Regions from separate parts of the Mus musculus genome. Here region 1 is linked to region 2. Evidence: chromatin contacts called from public HiChIP or PLAC-seq data. All regions are on one chromosome and are shown on one strand. The core of a region is the stretch at or near the end of the contact, and the rest is flanking DNA. Distances in the headings are between cores, read along the strand shown.

Evidence for each region. HiChIP or PLAC-seq counts read pairs in DNA pulled down with a chosen protein or histone mark.
Region 1: an H3K27ac HiChIP or PLAC-seq map of acute myeloid leukemia shows a contact between it and region 2, with 4 times the contacts expected there. The contact joins the promoter of Il22ra1 here to the enhancer-like site in region 2. A contact is called at or near these places in 5 of 115 datasets of contacts at active chromatin or transcription factors (T-cell acute lymphoblastic leukemia, acute myeloid leukemia, embryonic stem cells and 1 more).

What each region holds. Positions count from the first base shown.
Region 1 is chr4:135,726,840-135,732,477 of GRCm38.p6, reverse strand. It overlaps Il22ra1 (interleukin 22 receptor, alpha 1), which reads right to left and starts at 4,319. Exons shown (of 7, transcript NM_178257.2): 1 at 4,216-4,319. The coding sequence starts at 4,258.
Region 2 is chr4:135,435,855-135,441,170 of GRCm38.p6, reverse strand. No RefSeq gene overlaps it. Among named protein-coding and RNA genes, the nearest start is that of Rcan3, 4.7 kb to the right of the region's middle. Within about 2 kb of position 1,755, at least 248 of the 459 cell types and tissues checked have an H3K27ac peak or open chromatin away from gene starts, as enhancers often do. A contact at or near this core is called in T-cell acute lymphoblastic leukemia, acute myeloid leukemia, embryonic stem cells and 1 more, where this site is marked.

The DNA of each region.
Region 1 (5,638 bases), core at 3,070-5,569, 290 kb before region 2:
AGAAGAAACTCTAGGATCATTTATTTTATGTATATGAGTACACTTTAGCTGTCTTCAGACACAGCAGAAGAGGGCATCAGATTCCATTACAGATGGCTGTGAGCCACCATGTGGTTGCTGGGAATTGAACTCAGGACCTCTGGAAGAGCAGTCCGTGCTCTTAACCATTGAGCCATCTCTCCAGCCCTGTCTGGCTTCTTTTATTCAGCACCTTTTCAAGTTTCATCCACAACATGGCATCAGTAAGCACTTATTTTCTTAAGACTGGATAAGACTCCACCGTATGGGTGTGGATGTATCAGATCAGATTCATCTATCGTCAGTTCACGGACATTTGGATTTCTACTTCCCTCCCACTTTGAATAATGCTTATGTGGCCATTTGTGGAAAAAGGTTAAGTGGATAGTTAGTTCTAATTCCCTTGGGTATTCATTTGGAGTGGATACAATTGTGTATATAATTCTCTTGGGTACACATCTTGGTAGTTCTACCTTTAGCTTTGCCCCTCCCTCCCTCCCTCTTCTATCTTCTACAGTGCTGAGAATGGAACCCAGGTCTCTGACATCCATAGGTGAGCACTTCGCAGCTGAGCTCCAGCCTCAGCCCTTATTTTTTTTAACACTTGAGGCAATTACCAAGGTGTTTCCTAAAGTCGCTACAGTGTATTCATCTCTAGCCCTGCCCCCCAGTAGTAACTGGGCCGTCAGATTCCTTTACATCCTTGTGAATACTGTCTCAATTCACTTTTTAAAAATATACAGTTTATTTTTATGTTACATTCACTGGTGTTTTCCTGCATGTATGTTGGTGGGAGAGTATTAACTGGAGTTACGGACAGGTGTGAGCTGCCACAGGGATGCTGGGAATTGAACCTGGTTCCTCTAGCTAAAGCAGCCAGTGCTCTTTAGCGCTGAGCCATCTCTGCTGAGTCAACTCTTCAGTCCTCACGTTCACTTTTTAACAGTGAGGTTGGCATTCTTAGTCCTATTTCAGAGTTCTCCAAATAAAAGCTCCAAGACTGCACGTGTCCAAAGTCAATCACTTCACACAGGGGTATAGAAAGGATTATGAATTCTGGTGAATTCCTTCCACATCACTCCCTGCCTACCAGCCATGTGGCCTCCTTAGATGGCAAAGACACCTTCTACACTCAGACCTCGTAGAGGGCAGGATGCTCACATACAGACTGGATCACCATGGGGAAATTATTTAAGCAATTTGATCTCAGCTCTTCAAGTCTAGAACGGGGACAGTTTGACTCACTTAGCAACGGGCAATCATGATGACAGCAGCTGCTGACACTTCGGAAGGACCTGCCAGCTGCCAGCCACCAGTCCAGGCCACTCTACTCACGACCGCTCTCACCCTCTCTAGATGCTGACTGCCACCGCCATTCCCATTTCATGAATGGGAAAAACGGAGGCTCATCCAGGGCTGCTCAACAGTGTGACAGCTAGCATTTGACAGTGTCCCAGGGCTACATGGGCTGCATGACTGAGCAGTGAGGCAAGGCCTGTGAAGGTGTCCAGCACTTCACAGGACTCTGTCCTGAGTGTAGGAAAGTATGTGGGAAGAAGTGTGCCCCTCTACCCCTGAAGAGGGGGTATTAGTGGTCTGAGCCCCAATAGGGGACCAGTTTAAGGAAGGTGGGAAGAGAGAGAAAGACAGAAGACAGTCTGAGGAATTTACAACAGAACTAAGGTATATCTCAGAGATAGATTACAGCTTAATACACATATTGGCTTCAACCCTAGCGCCCCAAACCCCCAAGCCCAAAGCAAAACTAGAACCTGTCCATGTGTTGGCTATTGCTTCTAGCCCGGGCTATTTTGCTCAGACTACCTCAGCTTTAGACAAGGAGAGAGCTGGCCAGGCCTGTCCCCAGCGTGACCAGGGAGGGGCTTGGTGCTTCTGAAGCAATGTCCCTGTCCATGAAGAGCCCTCGGCTCACAGTGCCCTTCCCTCAGTCCAGACCTGGCCTGTGGTGAGAAAGAATGGGCAGAAACTAGCAGCAGAGCTGCCCTGGCTCTGAACGCACTCAGAACAGCCTGGTTGGCAAGGGTGGGAAAGAGACAGGTGCGGAGCTCTGTGCAGGCCTTGAGAACATATGCTTTTGATGTGTGTATGCCCGCCTCCTCCACGATTGACTACAGCCACCAGCGGCCAGACGGGCAGAGAGGAGGATGGCTATTCTTACAGTCCAAGTCTGCATGGATCTTTCAGGAGGGATCTGTGGGCTGCAGGGGTGAGGAGGGCAGAAGATGGGAACGGCCCATCCCTACAGCTGCAGGTCCCCTGGTCACACCTCCCTGAATCTGGGTCAGTCTGGGGCAGCAGCTGTGGCCATCTTTGTTCTCCAGTCCTCCCTGAAGCTCACACAGTGGGACCTCGGGGACAGGGTTCGAGTGTTCCCACTACTTTTACCCAATGTGACATCTGAGCCGAGTCGCCCTGAGATGTGAATAGCATTCTGCTTGGATCCTGGGCTGAGCAGATGCGAGGCCAGTTCTAGAGCACTCTGCTGGGGTTCATAGGCTGGGGTTAGAGAGACCAGCAGAAGGAATGTAGGCTTGAACTGTGGCCTTTGGGTGGACATGGGGGTGAGCCCCAGGCAGGAGAGAGGGGGTAGATTTGAGAGAAGGCTGGGGTTTGTCTGCAGTGAGTTTAACCTCCCCTCCTATGGTTAGACTCTGCTGCAGAGCATGCTGGTACTAGGACAGTCCTGAGTAGGATGTCTAGGCTAGGAGAAGCTGGGGGCTGAGGCTTGCATACCCCAATAAAGAATTGGGGGGGGGGACAGCAGGGGAGGGGAGGAACGGAGGAGGGTTTTCTGAAGTGGGCTAAGTGATCTTGGCAGAGCCTCTCCTAGCTTAGGGCATTAATCAGCCTTCTTCTCCCTCCTCCTCTTTTTCCCTCTTTAAATCTGTCCACTTCCCCGCCTGTGTTGTCCCTACACTTCCTGGTTGAAAGTCTACATTGTGAAACCTGGAAAAGGAGACCTGTGGTGGGGAGTCTGGCTGTCTGGCGGCTTTATAAAAGACAAGTTTCACATCTGTGTGGAAAAACAATGTATCAGCTGCCCTAGGAGCTAAGGAGAAACGCACCATCTACAGTGACCTGGAGCCAGCCAGAGAGCTGGGGCCGGAGCCTGTGTCTGTGGCTAAGGCTAGGGTTCTGCACCACAGGGCTCCTTTCTGCCCCCTTTTCCCTCCATCTTAATGGGTCAGGAGATCCATGGCTCCACCCTGGGATGTAAAAGAAGATGCTTCAGAGAATTTGGGGACTGCATCTAATCTTCGCAGTCTGCCAAGGGCTGGAAAGAAGCTTTGCCGATGCTAAGGATGCATACACACTGTTTGGGCAATAGGAGCCAGAGCAGTGCTCTTGCGATCTCTCTCTGTCTCTGTCTCTCTTGTTTTTCAAGATAGGGTTTCTCTATCCCTGTCCTGGCTACTCCCTCTGTAGACCAGGCTGACATCTACCTGCCTCTGCCTCCTGAGCGCTGGGATTAAAGACCACCTGGCTGCAAGTGTGTGTCTTTAGGGACCGTATTATGCACTACTAAGCAAGAAGGTCCATGAGATGGCTGGACCATTTCCTTCCAACATGCCTCAGCCCTGCCTCCTGAGAGAGAAGCCCTGGATTCCATTCAGGAGAACAGATCAAGCCCCTGTCTCATGTCTCACAGGTATGAACCCCAAAGTTTATTTGATGAGACCTGACAGCCATAGTCCTTAGTCGCATTTGCACGGACACTCTAGTGACTTATTGCAGCCTTCTGGCGGCTGCTGGAGAGACCTGTTTTTTACTGATCCAGCCAGAGGGGCGTGAGGAGACATGGATGGAGACAGTAGCCTGACACCAGCTTTATCTAGCCTGTTGTCCCCTCTTGAATGATAAACAGAGCATGAAGCGGCACCCCTGAGGCCAAGACTCTACCTACTCAGCACCCTGAGTTCAGACAGCTGGTCAATCAATGTCTGCATACTTGAAGGTCAACTGAGACCCTTTAGGAAGCCAGGTCTGGGGTACTCTCTTCTCTCCAGCTACCTGGACCAGGTCATCTCCATCTCCAGGAAAACTTGCCACCCAGTCCAGTGCCAGCCGGGAAGAAAATGAAACTGGCTGCTAAGAGACTCATGGGGCAGGAATAGGCAACTGTGCTCCCTAGCTGCTGGGGTAGGAGGATCTGAGGACAGGTCGAGAGGTACTTACCGGCCAGGGATCCCACCGTCAGGATGGTCAGTAGTGTCTTCATTGGGTCCCTCCAGGGCCCCTTCGGGCCTCGGCTCTGGACCCCTGCACAGAGGCTGGGGTGTGTGTGAAGTCTTGCCGCTTTGGCAGCTGGCCCCGCCCAGCCCAGGGCGGGGAGAGGAGAGCAGAGTAAGACCTGGGCTCGTGGGGGCAGGGGTACAAAGGTGCCTAGTCGGGTGCTGAGGAATTCCAGGACCTGGGCGAGATCCAAGGGAGGTTCCTTTCTTGGGTGCAGACAAGGCACCAGCAGCGGAAGGGCTTGTTTATCTGGTCTGGTGACTGATTCATCCCAAGGCCCCTGGTGGTGCGGCCGTGCACCAGAGAGTTAGGAAAGGCAAGGCCGAAGAGCAGTCTTATCAGTCCGTAATTGGCTCATATCAAAGCCTGCCCCGGGTGTGTTGCATATCGTCTGTCCTAATAATTCCATTACAAGAGGATTTATCCCAAGGAAAAGAACAGGACATGAGTAAGAGAATACCTTCAACAATGACTTCTTGGCTTGATTCTCGCTGGTGGAATTGCAGGGAGCTCAGTGCGCCCTTTTCCTCCCCGGGGGCTGAGCAGTGTGGTTGGAACAGCCTCCTCCTGGCAAGGCTGCTGAGGTGGGAGGCCCAGGCAATCTTCAGCCGGAATCTTGGACAAAGAATCTATAAAAGGGGGTGGGGGTGCGGGGAGGGACTGGAGTCCAGATGACTCAGTGGGTAGAGTGTTTTCAAGCAAGTGTGAAGACCCTCAGAACCTAAGTGAAGGTGGATTGGACAGATGGACGTGAAGTCCAAGTGTCTGTAATCCCAGCACTTCTGTGAGTGGATCGAAGGCAGAAACAGGGGGATCTCTAGAGAGCGGTGGTTCTCCTAGCCTGCATTTGCAGCAGTGGGCACCAAGTGATGCTGTCTCAAAGACAATGGGAGCTAGTACTGATGCTTATGGCGTCCTCCAAGCTCCTCGCGGGAGTCTGCGCCCGCTCACACAAACGCGCATGTGCAGGCACACAGAGAAAGGGAATCTTAACAAAGGGGGATTCTTCCTGCCGCATTCGAGGGGAGGCAGTGGGGCAGGACTTTAGATTGGAGGATGAAGGTGGAAAATGCTTCCCCAGCTCTCTGCCACCTCGAAGAGCCGTCCCGGACATCAGTGTCCATGCACACCGGGGTGGACCTCGTTGCCGGGCCCCGGAGATGATGTAAGAAGCTATTTGGGTTAGGTTTAGGGTGCATGTGATAAAGGTCCATGCTTTGTAGCACATTTGCCTGGCCCCATTATCAACTGCAGAACCAGGCCAAGGTTCGGGTCAACCTAATTCACTTCACATGAGAACGCAGTAAGTCACACTGAGCTGGGCCCTTGGCCCTGGGATCAGCGTTTTAGGCGGAATGGGTTCTGA
Region 2 (5,316 bases), core at 506-3,005:
TGATTTTTTTAAAGCCACGGGTGAAAAATAATTAGAAAAATGAGGTGTAATAACTCACACTTGTAATTCAGCACTCTGGAGCCAGAGGCAGGAGGATTACCTTAGTTTGAGGCCAGTCTAAACGACACAGTGTGTTCCAACAGAACATAAAACAAAATTTTGAGTGTCACAGGCTGACAGGATGGCTCAGAGGGCCAGGGGCCTTGTCACTAAGCCTGATACCTAAGTTCAATTCCTGGGACTCATGTGGTAGAAAGAGAAAACTGACTCAAGTTGTATACAGAGAGAGAGAGAGAGAGAGAGAGAGAAAGAGAGAGAAACTGACTCAAGTTGTATACAGAGAGAGAGAGAGAGAATGTAGAACCATAGAAAATAGGCAGTGGTGGTGTGCACCTTTAATCCCAGCACTGGGGTGGGGGTAGGGGGGTAGAGGCAGGCGGATTTCTGAGTTGGAGGCCAGCCTGGTCTACAAAGTGAGTTCCAGGACAGCCAGGGCTACACAGAGAAACCCTGTCTTGAAAAAACCAAACAGAAACAAAAACAAAAAACAAAAAAAGACAAAAAGAAAAGAAAAGAAAGCTTTGCATCTTAATGCACACTTGTAATCTCAGCACTGGGGAGCTGGGGCAGGGAGACTGCAAGTTCAAGGTCAGCCTGGAGTGCTACCTTAACAAAAAGGAAAAGTTGGCTGGAGAGATGGCCCCACAGTTAGGAGCACCTGCTGCTCTTACAGGGAACCCAGAGGGGTTCTAGCACCCACACGGCAGCCATTATCTGTAATTCCAGTTCTAGAGTATCTGATGCCCTCTTCTGGCCTCCATAGGTACTGCATGCACATTTTGTGTGTGTGTGTGTGTGTGTGTGTGTGTGTGTGTGTGTGTGTGTGTGTGTGTGTGTGTTCATATACACATACATACTGTGGTGGTTTGAATAAGAATGGCCCCCAGAGGCTCGCAGATTTGAATGCTTATTCACCGGGGAGTCATACTAATAGGAAGTGTGGCCTCGTTGGAAGAAATGTGTCACCCAGAGTGAGGTTTCAGACGCTCAAACCAGTCCAGTGTCTCTCTCTTCCTGCTGCCTGCCGAACTCCCGGCTATCTCTCCAGCACCATGTCAGCCTGCATGCCGATATGTTCCTGCCATGAAGATAATGGATTAACCGCTGGAACTGTAAGCCAGTCTCAAGTTAATGTTTTCCTTTGTAAGAGTTGTTGTGGTCATGGATTCTCTTCACAGCAATAGAACACTAAGACAAACACTCATGTCTTTTTTTTAAAATGGACATCACTACAGTCACTATTAATTAGACTTAGTAAGTGAAAAAATATCTCAAAGTAGATACAGCAAAATACAAAACATGTACTTAAAGAGATTTCAACAACTGGACAGTGGTGACCCACACCTTTAATCCCAGCACTCAGGAAGCAGAGGCAGATGGACCTCTGAGTCCAGCCTGGCCTACAGTGCAAGTTCCAGGATGGCCAAGGTTATACAGAGAAACCCTGTCTTGAAAAACAAAATAAAAGAAGCAAAACAGAACAAAACAAAAGATTTCAACAGGGAAACCACGGAGGGAAACCTTTGAACAAATGCAGTTTGTTGTACTCAGTCACGCCGCTGTAATCACTCAGTAAACTTGGGCGGTTTCCCCTGAGGAGCAGCTAGGGACAGCTCACCCATCCCCCCCATGATCCAGACACTGCTGTTGTTAGCTTTCTGTCTGTAGAAGAGGAACTGGAAAGCCTCACTCGCGGAGGATGCGGGCCCTGGGAGGGGCGGGCCCTGGGAGGGGCGGGCCCTGGGAGGGACGGGCCCTATAGGCACCTACAATGGGTCCTTCATTTCCTAAGAAGTTTGTGCAAGTTCGCGCTCTTTGTCCTGCTGTCCTCTGCCGGAACTCTGAAACAAACGTGGATGCAATAATGTAAAAGGCAGTCACCGAATGCTTAATTATACAAATGGAAGTTCTCAGGAAACCCTGAATCTACCAATTAGCTAAATAATTGCCCAGGGTGAAGTTTTAGCTCATCATTTTAAAATATTTTAAAATAAAATTTGGAACACAAGGAAGTACTGATTGGCATTAAGCAAATAGAGGGGAGGTCCAAATTGAATAATTCCAACAGTAAGTCTAATTATAAAGAGGAAATATACCCAAATATTGAAGAATGGCTAGCTCTACAGTTGACTTTAGTTTTCTTATTATCATTTGCTTTCAAATTATCTATAAAGGCCAAGTCTAATTTTGATAATAAGAACATTTAAAATATCCCAAGTCTACAGAATGCATCTCCAAACCAACATTAAAGTGGTGCCATTAAGAAACCACTGGGTATGGGCTGGAGAGATAGCTCAGTGGTTAAGAGCACTAGCTGCTCTTCCAGAGGTCCTGAGTTCAAATCCCAGCAGCCACATGGTAGCTCACAACCATCTGTGGTGCGATCTGACTCCCTCTTCTGGAGTGTCTGAAGACAGCTACAGTGTACTTATATATAATAAATAAATAATCTTAAAACAGGTGAGATAAGTTCAGTGGGTAAAAATGGCTGCTGCCAAGCTTGACAACCTGAGTTCGATTCCCGGGTCCTACAGTGTGGAAAGCATCAACTCCTGAAAGTTAATGTCTGCTCTTCATAGAGCTGCACACCATGGGATGTGCACACACATGTACACCAAAATAAATAAGTGAATATATTTATATAAATATATATAAATAAATATATATAAATCTCTGATCGCATTGGGGCTCCTCATGAGAAAACAACTGAGTCCCCAGGAAAAGTAGATACAGGGTAGGTTACCAGGGAGACAGGTTCATTTCAGGAGCTTTATCTAAAGTATGTAGTGGATCATGAATTTAAGCAGGTAGCACAGGCAGGTAGTTGGGGGATAAAGGGTGGAGGTGGTGTGGTTGGGGCAGTTTTGATTTGTAGAGTTCAAGCAGTCCAGCTTCCACCCAGCCTTCCAGCTTCCTTTCTCAGTGCTCTCTCTCTCTCTCTCTCTCTCTCTCTCTCTCTCTCTCTCTTACTCTCTCTTACACATACACACACACACACACACACCCCAGCAGTGGCAGCAGTAGCAGCAGTAGCAGCAGCAGCTTCCTCCTTCCCCTTTTTTTTTCCACTGTGATTGAGCCCTTATTGTCTACCAGCACCAGGTACTGTTATAGAAGCTGGGGCCTCCTCATCAAATGGACCAGTCCTGTGCCTGTTCTAAACCCCTTCTCTTCTGAAGCCAACATCCCACATGCCATTGCCATCTTCAGAGTTACTTCCAGGTCCATAATGGCTGCTGCACCTCCAGCTGCCATGTTCACAGGCTAGATAGAGCAACAGAGGAATAGCAAAAGCCAACGAGCGGGCCTTACAGTTCAAACAGGCTCCATTTGTCCACTCCTTATCGGATAAAAAGGAAAAAAAAATTAACTCAGGGGCTGGAGCTGTAGCTCAGTTGGTCGTGTTTGCTTAGATATATGAAGCCTTGAGTTCCACTCCCAGCGTGTCACCAATCAGGTGTGGTAGTGCACAGATGTCATCCCAGGAGTGGAGCAAGCAGGAGGGTCAAAAGTTCAAGGGAATCATCAGCTATGTAGAGGGTTCATAGCCAGCCTGGGCTGGAGAGAGTGGGAAAGAAAAAGACAAGGAAAAGCTTTGGTTCTGTCAGTCAACTAAAAGAACCAAAACATAATCTTTCAGCTGATGGGTATATGAGATCTTTCCAACCTGGAGATAATATGCATGGGTAAACACACCCAGAGAATTCTTAGACAAGTCTCTTTTAAATAAATAAATAAATAAATAAATAAATAAATAAAAAAAAGGTGTGGGGTATTTACATGTATATTCATGAACTTGCATGCAAATTCCTTCTTGTGTTTGGGAAGGCCCAGGGACATCAAAGTCTTCCTCAATCGCTTTTCACTTCACTCACTAAGGCAGGGTCTCCCAGTTGAACAGAGAGTACACCTAATGCAGCTGGTCTGGCTAGCCAGCTTGCTCCAGAGATCTTCCGTCTCAGTCTTCAGAGTGCTGGACTATAGGTCAGGGCCACGCCCCCTCAGAATTCTCAGGAGTGTGAGGTGAGGGATCGAACACCAATGCTCACACCAGGGCAATAAATACTTTACTCACTGACCCATCTCCCTACCCTCATTCTTTCTTTTTATTTGGAGGAGGGGAGATGGAATTTCTGGGTCACCAGTTAGGCATTCATTTGGTTGATAAAATGGCAAAGCATCTCTGGAGACAGCCACAGGCTTTAGATTCTCCCAGCAGACCCATCAAGGATACTTTCCGTGTATTGACTGCTTAAGCCATGCACATCGGATGAGAACTTCGGAAATGAGATTGCACATCCGGAAAGTTTCCTGCAGGAGCTGTATCAAGTCATCGACTAACAGGCTCTCCTTGAGTTTTGTGGGACAGGGGCCGCTTATCAACCTTAGTCCCAGTTTCAATGGATCAAGAGATCCTTTTCCCTCGGCCTGTAACCCAAACCACGGAGATGAGGCGAGGAAAGGTGCCCTGGGAAACGGGAGTCCGTGCCGAGCTCATTCATAGCAAGTATTCCTTACCCACAATGCCCATCACCTCGCCAGACACAACAGGAAGAGGAAGGATGTGGAAGATTCCGCTCCTGGTCTCTTAATCTCTTGATCTCAGTCTCATTCACAATACAGGCAACAACTCTTCCTTTGATGCAAAGGCAGACTCACGGGTCTGACGTCAAGCTTTTGACCTTTGACCTTTGCGTTCCATTCTGCCTACTCTCTCTGGGATGCCTTGCCTGAGCCAGAGTACAGGGGACTCATGGAAGCCGCGTAGACAGGTCAGCTCCACTGTGAGCAAATCAGGAGCTACAGTGATGGAGGAACCAGCCAGAAACTTCCTGGCACGAGAACCTGCCTCTCCCGCTTCTCCCGTGCCTGAGACTGAATGCATGACCCAGAACTAGACTGTTGGAATATTCCACGCCCCCTCTCAAGAGAGAGATTTAAAGATGCGACATAACCAAACCTACACCAGTGAGATACTGGGTGTAACTTTTGCTGTCAGCATGGAGGAAGAAAACAGTTAAGAGATAGAGAGAAAGGGGGACGAGCCAGTGGTGTAGCTTGAGCCCCTGGGTCCAGCCATTCCTGAAGCCTCAGGCTTTCCTGTTAGGTCATCCAGCGTGCACATCCTCCAGTGTGCTTTATTTTATGTGTTGGACTACAAGGAGAGAGGTTGGGGGTGAGGATTGAGGGGAGGAGGATGGAGAGAGGAGAGAGAATGGCCAGTAAGACTTGGAAAGATAGGGTTCTGTCTGTCTA